Regions from separate parts of the Zea mays genome. Here region 2 is linked to region 1. The links are chromatin contacts, called in public Hi-C maps. All regions are on one chromosome and are shown on one strand. The core of a region is the stretch at or near the end of the contact, and the rest is flanking DNA. Distances in the headings are between cores, read along the strand shown.

What was found. Hi-C and Micro-C count contacts between places; a contact is called where the count stands out from the background.
Region 2: a Hi-C map of bundle sheath shows a contact between it and region 1, with 1.8 times the contacts expected there. The contact joins the promoter of LOC100501574 here to the promoter of LOC100217295 in region 1. A contact is called at or near these places in 5 of 25 Hi-C or Micro-C datasets (bundle sheath, ear, endosperm and 2 more).

What each region holds. Positions count from the first base shown.
Region 1 is chr3:172,404,384-172,408,460 of Zm-B73-REFERENCE-NAM-5.0, forward strand. LOC100217295 reads left to right here and starts at 1,929. Exons shown (of 5, transcript NM_001359581.1): 1 at 1,929-2,366; 2 at 2,486-2,553; 3 at 3,386-3,601; 4 at 3,789-4,077. The coding sequence starts at 2,301.
Region 2 is chr3:172,892,385-172,896,492 of Zm-B73-REFERENCE-NAM-5.0, forward strand. LOC100501574 (Rhodanese/Cell cycle control phosphatase superfamily protein) reads left to right here and starts at 1,982. Exons shown (of 13, transcript NM_001196265.2): 1 at 1,982-2,231; 2 at 2,354-3,163; 3 at 3,335-3,435; 4 at 3,519-3,633; 5 at 4,068-4,108. The coding sequence starts at 2,166.

The DNA.
Region 1 (4,077 bases), core at 679-3,178:
CACATTATCAAATCTGCATGGGAACCCAATTTCCATCATGGCACGCAATAGAAAATGCTAGTGCAACATGAGAAAGTCTGGACTGATGCACTAATGCAGTTTTTATCTTAAAATCTGGACTAATGTATTTCTCACATTTTCACTTGTTTCACCGAATCTCGGTCGGTCCCAGACTGCAAGTGCCAAATGCTTTCCCATCTCCTCCCGCGCCACCATCACCGCCGCCTCCTCCAAATCCTGTCCAGGGCCGCCGCCGCCCCAGATGTTGACCTCCACCAGAGGCTGTGCTCTTCGTCTGCAGCGTCGAGCACGAGCCTGTCGATATGGTGGCGGAAGAAGGAGATGGGCAAGGAGGGCCTCATGGCGGTGGCGCTGCTCAAGCGGCTCGCAGCTCTGCCCCCGGTGGGGTGTCACCCGCGCCTGGAGCAGTTCATGCGTTCGCACGTGTCGCAGCTCCTCCGTACCGACCTCCTCGCCGAGCTCCTCCGCCAGGACCATGCCAGCCTCTCAATGAAGGTTTAACACTCCTATCCCAATAAAATCCACATGCTCTAATGTTCAGTTCACAAGTACTCCCTCTGTTTTGTCGCGTTCAATTTTGCACTATCCAGCGACAACTAAAAAGAAACAGAGAAAATATACTGTATAAAGTTGATATGATATTGATGTATTGCCTGCCGGATATATTACTTTTTAGGTTGTTTGTCGTTGCCACTCGCTAGAATACTCCGCCATTTGTTGCACTCGCTTGATTGCCCTATTTAGCTAGCGCGTAGTAGATGAAATACCTCTATATAGCTGTTGATCTGTTTTCTTTAGACCCAATAATTCGACATACCACTATTAAGGTTTATTTAGTTCCTTTAGTCTGAGGACTAAAGTTTAGCTAGAGGACTAAAGTTTAGTCCATACCATGTCTGATTCTAAGGACTAAAAATATTCAGAACACATTAAATGAATCATAAGAGGACCAAAATACCCCTTAACATTCTCCGGTTCAATTGAAATAAAAGAGGGACAAATGTGGAATCAATATGGTTTAGTCTCTTTTAGTCACTCCTTGATGGACTAAAGACTAAGATAGTTTAATCTCTGTTTTAGTCTTACCGTTTTACAAATTTATGGACTAAATGAGACCAATCAAACGGGACTTTAGTCTATTACCTTCCTACAACCTGTTCATTTGGATTTAGTCCATATTGGTTTCTACTCCCTCCATCCACAATTATTTGTCGTTCTCACTTTTCGATGAGTAAAATACTTTTAATTTAGACCACATTTATGTACGAAAATATTAATATTTATAATACATAATTAGCACTCCATTCGTTCATAAATATATGACAACATTAACTTTTTAAAAAAAACTTTGAAGACTTGTTTTATTCAAAAAACTTTAGTTATCGTTTATTTTATTGTGATTTGTTTTATCACTTAAGGTTGTTTAAGTGTGACTTAAAATTTTACTTTTTTAAATAAATATTTTGAATAAGATGAGTGATCATAGTTTTGAAAAAAAAGTCAACGACGTCATATATTTGTGAACAGATGTAGTATTATTAGATAATTTTTTAAATCTATTTTTAGTAAAATTATTTGAAGATATAAATATTGCTAATATATTCTATAAATCTTGTTAAATTTAAAAAAGTTTTGACTGACACACGAATACTATTGCGACAACATGCTATTCTATTCTATTCTATATATTCTATTCTATATATAAAGAGCTATTCTATTATATTCTATTCTATATATAAAGAGCGGGGAGCAAAGCTGTGATTCCGTAGAGCCACGTCATTTTATAATTTTTAGCCGTTCGATTCTATCTCAATGACCAGAGAGCAAACACATGACATTCTTCACCCTACACCAAATTCTTCTGGACACTTCTAACTGTCGCGAGGGCCATTGGGGAACTCCCATCCCTGTGTTGATAGGGCCATAGCGGAGCGGCTGGCGGGTGGCGGCTGCTGCATACCGGTTTAGGGTTTGGCTTTGGGGCCTTGGGGGCGGCGGCTGTGTGGCGGCTACGGGCTGCTCGCCTAGTCGACTGCTCCTCTGCTCGCGCGGACCAGGAGCCTGCTCGCCTGCTTCTCTACTGTGTGGTGGCTGCGGGCTTCTCGCGCGGACCAGGAGCTGAGGCACCGAGCAGGGGCAGCCGGCCGTCACTTCTGCCGGCGCAGGGGCCACATGCGGGCGGCCGGGCAAGCAGGCGCAGGGGGCCGGGCAAGCAAGCAGTGCAGCAAGCAGGCGCAGCGCAGGCGGCCGGGCAAGCAAGCAGCGCAACAAGCAGGCGCATGGGGCCAGGGGCCACACGTGACCAGCAGCCAGCAAGCAGCGCAGTCGCAGCCCGGCAGTCTATGGTGAGCCTCGCGTTTCCAATTCCATGGTTTATGTTTATTGTTTGACACCGAGAAAATTATAGTGTCTAGAAAGTTTCATAATTCATAGTGATTAGTGTTATCTCCGGCCCTACCCTTAGAAGTATCCTGGCTCCGCCACTGCCCCGGCAGGTTCACGCCAGGCGGACTGCCACATCTCGCCGAGCAGGTACTTCCGCTGAGCCGCTAATGCCGTGTTCGCTGGGCTTAAGCTAGCTGCAAGATTTACCATATTACCTTTTCGAAATTCAAGCTTTGTGATTTTGGTTTAGCAAAGCGAGTGTCGGATCTGTGCTTTATTGGATGAATCTAACTATGGCTTTAGGAAGGGACTGGTTGTTTAGATCGATCGGTGCAGTCCCGCAGATTGGGATCTGCATGGTTACTCTATGCTTGCTTCAAATTAGATTACATCTGTGGATTGAGTCTTCAACATTTGTGTAACCCTTTTTATCTTCTGGTCATTAAATGCACTGTTACTTTCATTTCAATTATATAATTCACAATTGGTTTCATGTTTTTTTGAGCTGATGTTGGATTTGTATGATTTACAATTAGTTTCATGTATATGAGCTAATTCATAGATCAATAGTCAAATTTTATATTCCTGATTAGTAATGAATTCTGAAAAAACAATGGACTAAGTATAAATTTATACACCTGCATAAGTGAAGCAAGCACTTATATCATTGTCAGATACAACAGACCTAGCTAATCTTGGAAATGGTCTTCAACATTTGGGGTAACCCTTTTATCCTTTGGTCATTTAATGTTTTTTTATCGAAATGGTCATTTAATGTGTTGTTACTTTGAACTGTATAATTTACAACTGGTCATTTAATGTTTTTAAGATGATGTTAGATTTCTATGATTCACAACCCCTTTCATGTCTCTTAAGGGAATGTTATATTTGGTTTTCTACGCGTGCAGGGCACGCATCAGTTACTAGTTGGTGGATAGAGTAGTAATGTTTATACAGTATAGTGCTTCTCTCTCTGTAGATTGCAGATTGCAGCTGCAGAAGCGAACAGATCTGCCAACCTCGGCTCTAATCCACGACATCTCTGCTTCGCGCCGCCGTCCAGCTTCGTCCTGCCAGCCGACCTCATCCCCGCCGGCCGTCGCCCCAGCCACGACGCCTGGCCGTACCTGTATTTCTCATCCCGCGGTACAAGCCCCAGCCGAGACGCTTGTAGCCTTGTACCGTCCCCGAGCAGGTAATCCAATTTGCTTCACAATCTACATCATGGTATGTACAAATTGTCAAATCTGCACGGGAATCCCAATCTCCATCATGTTACACAATAGAAAATGCTAGTGCAACATGAGAAAGTCTGGACTGATGCACTAATGCAGTTTTTTATCTTAAAATCCGGACTAATGTATTTCTCACATTTTCACTAGTTTCACCAAATCCCGGTCGGTCCCAGACTGCAAGTGCCAAATGCTTTCCCGTCTCCTCCCGCGCCACCATCACCGCCGCCTCCTCCAAACCCTGTCCAGGGCCGCCGCCGCCGCCCCAGATGTTGACCTCCACCAGAGGCTGTGCTCTTCGTCTGCAGCGTCAAGCCCGAGCCTGTCGATATGGCGGCGGAAGAAGGAGATGGGCAAGGAGGGCCTCATGGTGGTGGCGCAGCTCAAGCGGCTCGCGGCTCTGCCCCCGGCGGGGGGTCACCCGCGCCTGGAGCAGTTC
Region 2 (4,108 bases), core at 732-3,231, 490 kb after region 1:
AGCAGCCGAGCAGCTGTCGTCGGGCGAGCGGCGGAAGACGGTGAGGGGGAGCGTTGGAGCAGGCGAGTAGCCGAGCAGGAGCAGCTATCGTCGTCGTCGCCGACTCGTCGGGGTCTCGGGGCTCGGAGGAGCAGCTGTCGTCGTCGTCGGGGTCTCGGGGCTCAGGCTCGGGGGACAGAACCGCAGAAGCTACGGTCTCCAGCAGCCGAGCAGGGGAGTTTGTCACCGGCTCACCGCCTCACCGGTGCGAGTGCGCCGCGCTGCCGCCTGCCGCCGTGCCGTGAGCCCACGTCGCCATCTGTTGCTGCCTGGCTCTAGCTGGAATGCTGGATAGGGTTTGTTCGGTGGTGAATTGGAGCCGTGGCCCGTGGGTGACTGGATGCATGCTGATGGGCCGTAGAGTGAATATGGCCTATGGGCTGAAATGCTGAATGGTTAAATCAGTTAATCAGATGCAGATGTTCGGTCCGATCGGGTAACCGAGGTAAGAAACCGAAGAACCGGACCAAATATCGGTTTATAGCAACTGGGAACCGAATATACAACCGAGAACCGATATTTCGGTCTGATCGGTTTCGGTTTCGGTTTAATCGGGTTCGGTTTTCGGTCTCGGTTTTTTTGCCCAGTCCTGATCACAATCCACCCCCCTTAGAAGACCGACGTCCTCTTCGGTCAACCCCAATCCAGGAACCTCCCCTCTCTAGCCACGTCTGTGTGTCTAGTGTCGTCATATGCCATGCCATGTGACCACTCCGGGCCCACATGCGCCATGCGCCATATACCCAAACCCCCTAGCCCACACACGCCCGTGAAACCTTGAGGGTCGGCTCTGATACCACTTGTACCACCCCGTCCAATCTCTGGACCGGCGGTACTTACTCCTGGTAGCTCTTTAGGATCATATATCATCCCCACAAACCAACACAGGTCTTTTGTGCACACTTTGTCCTCACTCATGTGCACCCGAGAAGACTTCCCAGTCGGTCACTCATCCCAAATTGTTCCAAGCCAAGCACGCTTAACTTGGAGGTTCTTTCGAGATATGTTTCCGAAAAAGAAAATGCACCTTGTTGGTATGAATACTCTATTGATTCTATTAAGCCTTGGGCCAGGAAATCACCATCCCAGGGGTCAAGATATCACAATGGGGATGGTGTCATGTGGGCACGGAGGGGTGCAACAGTCCTGGAATGGTGGGCGTGGCGAGAGGGGGGTGGAGGCATGGTGTACCCCTATGGACGTCCACGTTACATCCTTATAGAGTAGTAGATATATGGCTTCGTTTGACCGGAGACTGCAACCAACGGTTAGAATAACCCGATCAAGGACGCGGTTAGACAGTTAGAATTAACCTTATTCCGATTCTTGTTAATCGGCTAGTGTAAAGTACACATGCCAACACTTTCATGCTTCACATTGACGAACGTGTTGTCATTGCAACCACCAGCAAGTCAGCAATCAGGGGAAAAGCTCAAAGCAGCCAGTAGACTAGGTCCCTGTTTGTTTCGGCTTTTCGCAGCTTCTGGCCACCAAAAGCTGCTGCGGACTGTCAAACACTCAGCTTTTCAGCCAACTTCTATAAAATTCGTTTGGGTAAAAACATTCAAAATCAACATAAACATATAATCGGTTGAGTCGTCGCAATAGTAGTAATACGTCACTTTATAGATCCTGAGCCCCATGGACAACTTTATCTTCCTTCACACGTAATCCTAATGATAATCAGATTCTCTACATAGCCAGATTCTTTCCACAGCTAGATTGTCGGAAAAGCTGGTTAGAAAAAACTGAACCAAACAGCCAATAGACACTGAGCGATCATGTGGCACGTGTAGCGCTGGGACAGGCCCACCGCCGCCACCTCGACGCCGAACGGCCGAAGAGCCACTGCCAGTGCCACACCACACGCCGATTCTCTGAACACCAATCTGCGCAATCCCGGCAAAATCCCAAACCCTGCCTCGTCGTCGCACCGCCTCCACTCGTCCCGGATCAACCACCTCCTCGGTCCGCAACCACAACCACACCCGCCCTCCCGCTCGCCGCAGCCAGAACCAGCTCCAACCCAACCAGAACCAGCTCGCCCCGGCCGCCGCGACCGTCCCCCCTCATCGACTCGAGGCAACGAAGCGGCCGGATGGGAGCAGCAGCCTGACCCTGACGCGATGAGCCCGCCCGCCATGCTGCTGCCCGTCTGCTCCGCCGCGCCCAGCTGCTCCCCCCTCTGCCCGGTGCGGCCTCGCCCTTCACGTGACCAGACCCAAACCCACATCCGCCGGCGATCAGCCGGTCCGCACCGGTCTTATCCAATTTGCCGCTTTCCCGGGCGCTGACTGCCCTTGTTGCTCGGCAGGTGACGGCCTCGCACGTCGTCGCGCGGGTGGCGCGGAGGGTGGACGTCGGCGCCGCGCTCAGGTCCTACGCCGACTCGCTCGTCGCGCAGGTGCCCGACCGCCCGCCGCTCGCCGACTCCTCCATACTCTCCCCCTACATCGCCGCGCCGGACGACATCGCGCGAGCCTTCGGCGCCCCCGCCTCCGAGCTCCCGCCGCTCCCCAGCGCCGACCCCAGCCCTGGGCTATGTTGCACGGGCACCGACCAGCCGCTGGCGGCAGTCGCGGACCTGGCCGCAACTGCCGTGGTCAACTCGGCTCCCACCGACGCCGCGGAGCGGGCCCTGTCGGACGCGCCGTTCCCCAGCACGTTCCCGTCTGACGCGTCCGAGGTCGAGGACTCCGTGGCCAGGCTCATCGATAAGGTCGGCAAGCAGGTCTTCCAGGCGGAGGACGCGCTCACCGAGGCCTACGACAAGCTGAGGCTGTCCGCGTACGACGCGCTCGGTGCGTGGAGGAAGACGGTGCGCGACGCGATAGGTGGGCTCAAGGCGTCGGTCGACGCCGGTAAGCAACAGGCCGCCGGAGGGGTCACGGATGCTTCCGGCGCGTTGCACGAGAAGGTGGCCGGAGCTGGGACTGTGGCTGTTGATGTTCTCAGGAAGGCGATTGTTGCAGCAGAGGATTCACTGGGCAGTGCTGCCACATTCGTTGTGTATTCTTATGGGTCGGCGAAGGAGTCTCTACCACCAAATGTTAGAGATCTGTTGAGCTCGTCTGAGGAGAAAGCTAGTCTAGTCTTGAGACCAATCGGAAATGCTCTGCAACAGGTATGTACGTTGGACTAAGACCCTAACTGTGTCACTTGTTCTGATCATTAACTCCACCACTGTTCTCAGTGGGATGCTAAACATCTAGACATGTCTAGTTGTATGAATGTTCCACTGAGAAGTTCATTGTTGAAGTAACCACTAATAAATTTACTGAGTCCTGTGATTCAGGTCTATGTAGTTGTTGAAGGTGTTGAGAAGAATGTTGGTTTGGATCCAAGTGATCCTATTGTTCAATTGGCAGTTGTGCTTGGAGGTTCAGTGACAATAGGGTAAAGGAAGATTTCTTTGTTTTGCCTACCAAACCTCTAGTTGCAGCTTATTTTTAAACCTTCTAATTCTGGCTACATTGTAGGACAACGTACTGGCTCTTCACATACAGTGGCTATTCTGGAGACTTGTCACCTGAATCAGCGTTTGACTTATTGAAAAACGATGACAAAGCCGTACTCATTGATGTTCGGCCTGAGGCAAGATATTGTAAATCTCACTGGCCTTTTTTCTTTCTTTCATGTCCCTTTTCATCTGAGATCTTTCTTTTATCCAATTCATAATGCTAGAAAGGGATTGTTTAGTCACCTTTTGTGCTGTTGCTTCAGTACAACAATAGTGCCAAACTATTTGATGCAAGATATTGTAAATCTCATTGGCCTTTGTTTTCTTTCATGCCCCGTTTCCTTGGAGCTCTCCTTTGAATCCATTTTGTAACACATAACACTTCAAATTGCTAGAAACGATTATTTAGTTGCCACTATCTTCTTGCCTGAGTGCAATAGTTTATTGCATTCTTTTCATGCTCTTTATTTGTTACTGAAATTTTGCAGCTCTTCTGTCATGTTTTCTGTAGTGTACGGTAATAGAAGATTTCATTCTCTCAATCTCATTATTGGATTATGTTATGTAGGATTTGAGGGAAAAAGATGGTGTTCCTGATCTACGCCTCGG